Linked DNA regions of Sus scrofa: region 1 is linked to region 2. Evidence: chromatin contacts called from public HiChIP or PLAC-seq data. All regions are on one chromosome and are shown on one strand. The core of a region is the stretch at or near the end of the contact, and the rest is flanking DNA. Distances in the headings are between cores, read along the strand shown.

What was found. HiChIP or PLAC-seq counts read pairs in DNA pulled down with a chosen protein or histone mark.
Region 1: a contact with region 2 is called in an H3K27ac HiChIP or PLAC-seq map of alveolar macrophages. The contact joins two enhancer-like sites.

What each region holds. Positions count from the first base shown.
Region 1 is chr13:192,695,835-192,701,046 of Sscrofa11.1, forward strand. It overlaps BACH1 (transcription regulator protein BACH1), which reads left to right. Exons shown (of 5, transcript XM_021070889.1): 5 at 1-1,702. Among named protein-coding and RNA genes, the nearest start is that of BACH1, 42 kb to the left of the region's middle. Within about 2 kb of position 3,452, at least 7 of the 83 cell types and tissues checked have an H3K27ac peak or open chromatin away from gene starts, as enhancers often do. A contact at or near this core is called in alveolar macrophages, where this site is marked.
Region 2 is chr13:192,560,942-192,565,769 of Sscrofa11.1, forward strand. No RefSeq gene overlaps it. Among named protein-coding and RNA genes, the nearest start is that of MAP3K7CL, 74 kb to the left of the region's middle. Within about 2 kb of position 2,255, at least 4 of the 83 cell types and tissues checked have an H3K27ac peak or open chromatin away from gene starts, as enhancers often do. A contact at or near this core is called in alveolar macrophages, where this site is marked.

The DNA.
Region 1 (5,212 bases), core at 2,202-4,701, 140 kb after region 2:
CGGGGTGGGGGGGTGTTGGTGGAGAGGTTGCCTGGTATCTTCAGTGATTTGTGAGTTATCTCTGTTATCAACTTAGTTGTACGAGAAAACTAGTTGGGCTCATTTATTTTCTAGAGGCTTTTAGAGGTATACTCAGTTTGTCAGGGAGAATGTTAACTCTGTGATAGTCCATCCCATATTATAAAAGAATAATATGTGCGTATGTGTGTATAGATCCTTCCATGTAGCTATTTCTTTGATACTTGTTCCTTTAATTTTAACTTCAAAATAGAAAATAATATAAAAACGTTTCCGGTTTACAAAATGTAAAATCTTATACAAGCCAATGGACTCCTGGATTTCCTACCTCAGTGTACACGGGACTGTTTGTCATATCAGTTTGTGTATGTGCAAATGTCAAATCATCTTTTGCTTTAATTGCTACTGTAAATAACTGCTTTGAAATACTTATTTTATGATAGTCTTCAGAGTTTAAATATGATTTTTAAGGCACTTGGTTTAAATTTCTCTCTACATATAAATAGTTTAGCATTAAGGGTTTATTTTAAATGATACTCTGATTCTTGGCCAAGTGTAATATTTCATAAAATATAGCATTACTTTTAATAGCCAGCATGTAATACAAGTAAAACTACACTACCTCATACCTACATGATTTTCAAGTTGTAATCCAGAGGGACAGAGAGAGAAAAAAAAATTATCTTTGTCTTTTGGCCATAAAGTGGGGCAGTTTTTTATATATTGCATAGCATTACACATTTATGCCTATTTTAACATTAACTTCTAAAGAAGTTTTTTTCTAAGAAAATTTAAGTTTTTTTTTTTTTTTTTTTTTTTTTTTGAGGCTGCCGAAGACAAATGACAGGATTATGTGTATACAGTGTATATCTTTTCCTTCATGCAGAATTTTGGCAAGGTAGTTTTCCGTTTGTGTATTGCATATTTACATAATCATTGTTCCTTATTTTATGAGTTGGCCTTCTCGTTGCCTGATGATTTTTAAAAAGCTGTTAGGTCTCTCTCAGTAAAATAACTGTACCTTAAAAATTTTTTTTTGTTATTTGAATCCTGCAGCTATAGCACATAATTTGTTGTTAAATCATTATGTTAAAAACAAATATGGGTACAAATCTACATTCTCCTCTGTGCATTTTATAGCAATTTACTATAGCTTAATGTGCAACTAATTTAAAATAAGGAATCAAATATATTTGATGCCGTGGACGATACAAGTTGAATGTGGACATGTAGCCACATTAACAACTTGGAAAAAATTTTAAAATGGCAATGCTACAATGAATTCTCAGGTGAACTTTTTTTTTTCAGTTATAAAACATCTATTTTGAATTTGTAAATATTTTAACTGTTTTATTAAGGCATGTGTATAATAAACTATTCTTTGAAATCTGTTGGGCAGAATGCAAACTTAAAGCCATAATGGTAAAAGATGGCATACTGATTGTAAAATAAACAGAAGTAATAACAGCTATTGATTTTTTTGTATCTTTCATAATATAATTTTCTAACAATGCAATAAAACCACTAAATTTATATACCCATATCCTGTTAAGATCATGTTTCATTACAAGTGAACTCTCATAGTATTTAATTTAATTTCCTGATGTGCTTATCCAAATGTAGCAAAACTAGAAATGTTAGATGTTGATTAAATTGACAGTTCAATAAAATTCTCTCAAATTGCCTCTGATTCTCAAATTGCCTCTGATTGACTAGAGTTGTACATTCCATTTCCATTTTTTCACCTCATATGAATTTACTGATTTAGTCTTTCAACAGTAAACAGTATGAGTATGGCATTTGTATGAAGGAGCCTTTTGTGAGTTAACATGTCTGAAAAGAAAAGAAGTCTCCAGCAATCAAGCATTTAAGAAAACACAGACATTAGCCTTGCTTCTGATTTAATTTTAGTCTAGTCTTTGGTCTGAGCAGTAGGTTTTCTAAGGAGTAGTATTTCTTTCAGTCCTTTAAAAATTTATCTGCTGAGTCAGTTCTACTGTGTTACATTCAACTTCTAACCAGGCCCTTGTAGTCAAGCTTTGAGCAACTGCTCAGAGCTGTTGGCAATCCAGATCCCTGTCCTCTGGTTTAGTAACTGTGAGGCTCAGTTGGGGGTGATGTTGCATCCTGTGTGGAGGCTTAGTTTTGGCCTTAGGCTCATTGATCGTTGGTCATTTCCTGGAGAAAGATACTGCATAATGCTTTAAAAACATTTTCTTTTATTATAGTTCATTTACAGTGTTCTGCCAATTTCTGCCATACAGCAAAATGACCCAGTTATACATATATGTGCTTCTTTTTCTCGTATTCTATCATGTTCCATCATAAGTGATTGGATATACTTCCACGTGCTCATTGCTTACACACTCCACATGAGATAGTTCACCTATACTAACCATGAACTCTCAGTCCATCCCATTCCCTCCCCTTCCCTCTTGGCAACTGCAAGTCTGTTCTCCATGTCCATAAATTTGTTTCTGTTGTGTAGATAGGTTCATTTGTGCTATGTGTTAGATTCCAGATATAAATGATATCATATGGTATTTGTCTTTCTCCTTCTGACTTACTTCACTTAGTATGAGAGTCTCTAGTTCCATCTATGTTGCTGCAAATGGCATTATTTTGTTCTTTTTTATGGCTGAGTAGTATTCCATTGTGCATCTGTACCACATCTTAATCCATTCACCTGTTGATGGTCATTTAGTTTGTTTCCATGTCTTGGCTATTGTCAGTAGTGCTGCTATGAACATAAGGGTGCATGAATCTTTTATTTTTGTCTTTTTTTAGGGCTGCACCTGAGGCATATGGAAGTTCCCAGGCCGGGGTCAAATCAGAACTGTAGCCACCAGCCTTCACCACAGCCACGGCGACGTCAGATTCAAGCTGCATCTGTGACCTATGCCGCAGCTTGTGGCAATGCTGGATCCTTAACCCACTGAGTGAGACCAGGAGCAAACCTGCATCCTCATAGATACTAGTTGGATTCTTAACCCACTGAGCCACAACGGGAACTCTTTTTTTTTTTAATGAAAGTTTTGTCTGGGTCTATGCCCAGGAGTGGGGATTGCTGGATCATATGGTAGTTCTATGTTTAGTTTTCTGAGGTAAGTCCATACTGTTTTCCATAGTGGTTGTACCAGTTTACATTCCACCAGCAGTGTAGGAGGGTTCCTTTTTTCCATAGCCTCTCCAGCATTTGTTATTTGTAGACTTACTTATTGTAGCCATTCTGACTGGTGTGAGGTGGTACCTCGTAGTTTTGACTTGTGTTTCTCTAATAATTAGTAATGTTGAGCATTTTTTCATGTGCCTATTGGTCTCAGGTCTTGTGCCCCTTCTTCAGTTGGGTTGCTTTCATTTACATTTCCCCTTCCTACAGGGTGTTTCCGGCACCCAGGCTGGGTTGAGTGAGGGCTCTCTCTAGGGGCTTTGAGGCCACACTCCTGTGAATAGGCATTTTCAGGCCTGAACCTAAGGATGTGTAGTCTGTCCCCTTCCAAAGCAAGGTTTAGGTTTAAGAAACCTGTCTCCCAGGGATATTTTACACAGACTTAAGCAATCTAGAGGCAACTAAGAACAAGCCATATGGGTCCAAGGCTAGTCCCTACCATCCCCCTCTTGGGCCTGCATGAAAAGGGAGTTGGGGACAATGAGTGTAGCATTGGTGATACCTTCCTGACTCCACCAGTTAAAAGCTAGAACCTGCCCAGCACTCTGTAGTGCATGGAACCCAGCTGCCTTGAAAAAAAGCAGGAAAGCAACGCATCCTTTTTCCAGTTCTGCTTAAGAGCCCCGTGAAGTGCTTTGCCCTGGAAACTGCAGCGGTAGTACCTAGAGGCTGCCTGTCTGGACTGAGGGCCGGCTGCTGCTGGGCCTTTGTAAGGTTGCAGCACTGCTGGTGTTGCAGAGGACTCCCACAGACCTGCCACCTGGGAGTTAATCTGTGCCACAGTGCACCCATCTTCTAAGGCTTCTTGCAGTCCACCAAGTTCACGGTTGGGGGGTGTGTGGCACTGATATTTCTGCCAATTGAGTTTAAGTTCACAGACTGTAGATTCTGGCAAGTGGGCATTGACTGGCATCAGGGGACACTGATAGAAGGAATCTCTCCACATCACTGATGTCCACCACAGCCTTTGGGTACACTAGGTACTGTATTCCAGGGATGTAACTTTTCCGGAGATAACTGCTCTAATGATTGGAGATTGGCTCGTTTTCAAACAAGGTGGCACAGATGCTGTGTGATCCTCCTGTGTGTCATGATCATTCTGAGTTGCTTTAGACTCTTGGCATGAAGCCATTACAGCTTTTGAGTCCCTGAAGAGATGACATTGCTTTTGGGAGAGGTGACCCTCACCTCTGCAGTTGGGACCCCGGAGAAAGTCCCATTCTGCCAGTAAAATACCATAAGCAACAGTGACCCTCCAGATTCAAAAGACTCACAGGCTCGCCTAAAATCTCTTACCCAGGCCACCACCTGTGCTACAGTGCTGTGAAAACTCACTGGGCCTACTTCAAGCCTCCACCAGCCCAAAGTTAAAATTCCTGGCCTCTCTTGTGTGCCATGCATGGCACAGTGAGGTTCCAGATGACATGTATACTTTACTAGCAAACTATTCTTCATTTTTTTTTTTTTTTTTTTTGCTTTTTAGGTCCACACCTGCAGCATATGGAAGTTCCCAGGCTAGGGGTTGAATTGTATCTATAGCTGCCAGCCTACACCACAGCCACAGCAATGCTGGATCCTTAACCTACTGAGCGAGGCCAGGGATTGAACCCTGAGTCCTCACAGATACTAATTGGTTCGTTTCCGTGGCACCACAGTGGGAACTCCCCCAAATTCTATTCTTAGGGTTTTGATTTCTCAGGATCTCTAAGCACTCTCCCCCACCCCCTCCAAATGTTGGGCTTCTAGAGGAGCATGTCATATTCCTTTCCTGAGTTATGAACAATTAGAGAAATACCATGAAGGCATGGTGGATGGAAAACTGAAATCAAACCTCAATGAAGAGTAATCAAAGGAGTCGCTTAGAGAGAGTGCCTCATGGGATCTCTGAAATGGGGCAAGTTTGTGTTATCAGTTTGTCTCCTGTTGGAGGGAAGTGACTTACACTTCTGGTTCCCACGAAGAGGTGGCATGGTGCTTCTTTCAGCAGCACCACACCACCTATATTTGCTGTACCCTCATCAGAGG
Region 2 (4,828 bases), core at 1,005-3,504:
CTGTGATGCAGGTTGCAGACAAGGCTCAGGTGGAGCGTGGCTGTGGCTGTGGCGTAGGCTGGCGGCTACAGCTCTGATAGGACCCCTAGCCTGGGAACCTCCATATGCCATGGGTGTGGCCCTAAAGTGACAAAAAAAGACAAATAAATAAATAAAGTTTTTGGCTAGGAAATCCAAAGTCTGGACCTCATCAGGGAGAACTGACTGTTATTTCCTTTAGCATGGGCTATACATTCATATTCTTCGTGTGTCTCATTTTTTACTGTTGCTGTTGAAAACTGGACATTTAAAATTATATATTGTGGTGACTTTGGTGTTCTTTCCTTCCAGGTTATGTTATTATGACTGCTGTTTGTTTTTTCATTTACTTATGGACAATCTGTATTCTTTCCTGTGTGGCCATTTAAGTCTCTGCCTCGTTAGCTTAGTGTCCGGAATGATTAGACAGAGATTTCTGTAAATGCTTTGAACCAGTAACTTTCCCAGCCTTTGCTGATTGGCTTACATGTGGGTGTTGGGGTATATCTTCAATGATCCTGCAGGCAGTTTACAACTTTGCCTTAGCCTTTACTTTCTGCTGTGCAGAGCGTCAGGCACACTAGCAATGAGAGTTCAGGACCTTCTTAGGCATTTCCTGTGCAAACACACAGCCCTACACATGGTGTAGCTTCCTAAGAATATGTGTGAGCTTTTCAAAGTCCTTTACGGATCTCTCATTTGCCAGTTGTTCTTTCTAAGTGTTTTTGGTTAGCCTCACCTATTAACATCATCTCAGGCAGCTTCAATATTAGACAATTATCACTGAGCGCTCCCCCCCCCCCCGAAAATTCCCTAGAGATGCGACTGTTGGCAAAGAGCAGGTTCTAAGTCAGGTCAAGTAAAGATAAGCCCTGAGAATGGGGATTTTCAATAAGCTGCTGTACTGGTCAAATCTTTAACAATTACGGGGCTTTGCGGACATTCCAAATCCGTTCTACCTTCTCCGTGGCAGCTAGATTGCTAGTTTGCACAACTACACAGTTGTGAGGCTTTTTGTTTTCAAGGCTACCATGGAGATGGGGAGAGGAAGATGGGATTAGGTCAAATTAAAATGCCACAAAGCAGCTAGATGTTCTTACCAAAATTCAGCAATTTTTCTGGATAAACACTTCTTGGAATTTTGCAATCCTTTAATTTCCAGGCTTTGGAAAAAGTTGATCTGGACAATTTTTGTCACTGCTTTTATGAAGACACAGATTTTTGGAGACGCCTTATCTGTCATTCAAGAAGTACTCTCCTTTTTTTAGGATGTCAAAAGATAATTTTTTACAAAAATGGAAATGTGATATACAAATCACACAAATATTAAATGAACACATGCTGAGGATTTTATTTAACTCATTACTTCATGTGACCTGCTAAGATGTTAGAAATTCAAGAGAAAATGAAGAGAAACACACATACACATAAACACAGGCAACTGAGAAGGCTGAAGTAGTTTTACAAAGAGATGACTATTTGGTTAATACCTATAACCCAATCATCAGTTTTATTTCACAAGGCCCAATTCCTCTGCATTTCTGCAGGCAAGAATCATCTGCATTGTTACTAATTTTCTATAACTTTTATAGTTATAAAATAGCCGAAAGATAGTAAAATCAAAGATAGACAAGAAGGGTAAACAGATAGGACACCCAGTCATTTTTTTCCGACGTCAAAGTCTTTCGCAATTTCTTCCTGATGCAGGAATGGAGAGGAGGAGAGTGTAGTGAGGGGCTGCATGACTCTCGTGAGAGATCGAACTTGCTGGAAGCAGTGGAGGAGATCTGGATACACTGCAGGGACAGCCCACATGGCTTGTGCACAGGGGTACTGCTTCTGGCCCAAGATTGGATGCTGAGTTCTCCCAGGTGCCTCAGTCTTTGCACCTGTAAGGCAAAGGGGATGGCCCAGGCGGTCACCAAGGCTCTTTCCACTCCAGCCGTGGATCTTGGACCAACAGCAACAGCATTACCTGAGATCTTATTAGAAATGCAAATCCATAGGCTCTATCTATCCCAGTCCTGCTGAATCAGAAATTCCAGGGTGGGCTGCAGTAATCCGGGTTTTAACCAGCAGGTGATTCTGATGCAGTTAAATGTTGAGTCATCACATCCTAATTCCCTATGAAATGAGACTGATTTCGGAGAAATTCATTAGCCATCATAAGAGTATATTTGCTACTTCCTCCTGAATTCGGAAGGCATACAATTCTACATATGGGTAAAAGGTGAAGTCAGTTTGGTGACGGCTCTTTTCAATTTTTATGTTAAAAGGAAGAAGTTCATTACTGGCTTACTCAGAGTTCACTGAAGGAAGCGACCCATCAAAACACTGTCCATTGTTGCAGGAAAACCCTCAATCTACCATTTATTTCAACATGACCAGCCCAAGGAAAGGTCACAGAAGAATCGCTTGAAGATTTGGGTTCACATATTTTATATAGTTAGAAGCTCCTCACCTAGTCATCAGAGTGGGCAAGGGTGAGGTTAGACTTCCTAAATCTTGTGCTGGAAAACATTCACTCTTACTCTTTTTTTTTTTTTTTTTTTTTTTTTTTTTTTTTTTTTGTAGGGCTGCACCCACGACATATTGAATTTCCCAGGCTAGGGGTTGAAGCAGAGCTACAGCTGCCAACCTGCACCACAGCCCAGCAACGCAGGATCAGAGCCACCGTTGCAACCTACACCACAGCTCACGGCAACACTGGATCCCCGACCCACTGAGCTGGGCCAGGGATTGAACCGCAAGCTCATGGTTCCTAGTTGGACCTGTTTCCACTGTTCCACAGCAGGAACCCCACTCTTACTCTTTCCTTGCAAAGCCAATGATCACGAGGCACTGTGCAGCATGACAGAAAAACTTCTAACCATGTCTCTGGTTGAGCGCTTCTTATCATTACTTCTCATAAGCCATTCCATTTCTGTTTGGAAACAGAAGACTGGTCTGTCTGTTTGCCATTATCATTTCCCAACAGGGTGTAGCTCTGCTGGACCATGTGAAATGTGGTCTAGTTTTGTAACATGTCTTCTGTATATTCTCAGCATGAATATACTGTATATTCACAGCTGTTTCCAGTGTGTTCTACAGAAGACACTCTGCTTCACCTCAGCCAAGTGCCCTGACTGGTTCAAAGGTGATCCTTATTTCTAACCTGATGCCTTGGCCATCTTTGAAAACTCTCTTATTAGCGACTTTCCCCTAAGAAAAGTCAGCACATGCACTGAGCAAAGTCGCATCTGTGAACTTGAGAACCAATGAGACCTCGGAACCTGCATCCAAAACTTCGCTGTTCACAGCATAGGGAAGCTATGAATGGGTTTACTATGAAAGAAGCATTATGAATGCCCAATTCTCCTTTGGAAGATTCATAATGTACATTTGTGTAAAGGGCCTTGAAAGTCATGTCGTAAAGGAACTTATCCAACTGTGTTTAACTCAGCAGTTTCCCAAGTTCTTTGGATATGGAACATTTTTATTTCTGGCATATCTAATCACACAGACAGTGTGGGAAAAGAATGTAGATGATTTGGGGTGATGTTTAAGACTACATAGTCACAGAATCCTCTTTCACTCATTTAGGATCAAATAAAGCAAAATATATGAAGGCCAGTTTTAGACAACAAAACATCAGTATCAGTGTGAGTTGCTTAGTGATTGTGGTAGTTGAATCTATCCCAGCTTTTTTCCTCGAAATGTGGTCCATGGACTCAAAACTTTGGATTATTTGGGAGTCTGTTAGAAAGGCTGAATCTCAGGCTCTAATCCAGACTTATTTTATCAAAAGATACATTTTGGCAAGATGTGGTTCCTATGTATTTTAAAATCTGAAGAGCGCTTATGACAGCATTTTGTATTCTTACTCTTGGTGACAGAGGTTAACTCATTCCTGTCGCCTCCTTCTTACAGCGCCTACTCTGTCTAGAATTCATTGCCATGCTTTGCTTCCTGGAATTTCAAAACCTTTTTTCCATTCATTTCAATCCAAACTGTTGGTACTTTTTCCTTGTTCTGAATTCTAATAACCTTGGTGGCTTATTTTTTAGAAACGCTTGCTGGGCCTGGGGAGATTCTAAGAGGACCACGGTAAACTTTAGAAAATTAATACTCTATAAGTTGTTGAACATTGTCAATTAGTTTTCCAAAGTCAGTCTGTCTGAGACTTTCTTTAAGTGTAAGAAAAGGTAGTGTGTTGGGGTGGGGTGTAAGAATAATCCCTTTCCATTTAAAATAGTTTCCTGAGACTTAAAAAAATATGAAAAATAATATTCTCTATCAGAATAATTTATTCTCAGAAGCTGGCGCCAGAACCATGCAGTGGTAGCCACCATAAGCATCACGCAAGCACACACAGAATCCTCTAGCAAGGTTGTTTGTTTCCCTGTGGGCCTCAGTGCTCCAAGATGAGGCTGAGGTGTTGCTCTGTGTTGATGGCCAGATTGTTCAGCCTCCCTATAATCCACTGAAAGTTAAAAACAAAAAAAATTCCTGGAGTTTCCGTCATGGCTCAGCGGTTAACGAACTTGACTCACATCCATGAGGACGCAGGTTCTATCCCTGGCCTCACTCAGTGGGTTGAGGATCTGGTATTGCCGTGAGCTGTGGTGTAGGTCACAGATGCAGCTCGGATACCGCGTTGCTGTGGCTCTGGCATAGGCTGGCAGCTACAGCTCTGATTGGACCCCTAGCCTGGGAACCTCCATATGCCACAGGTGAGGCCCTAAAAAGAGAGAAAGACCAAAAAAAAAAAAAATCCTCACAAGAATCTATACGTTAAATATAGATTTTCCATCCTTAGTAGATAAAGTGG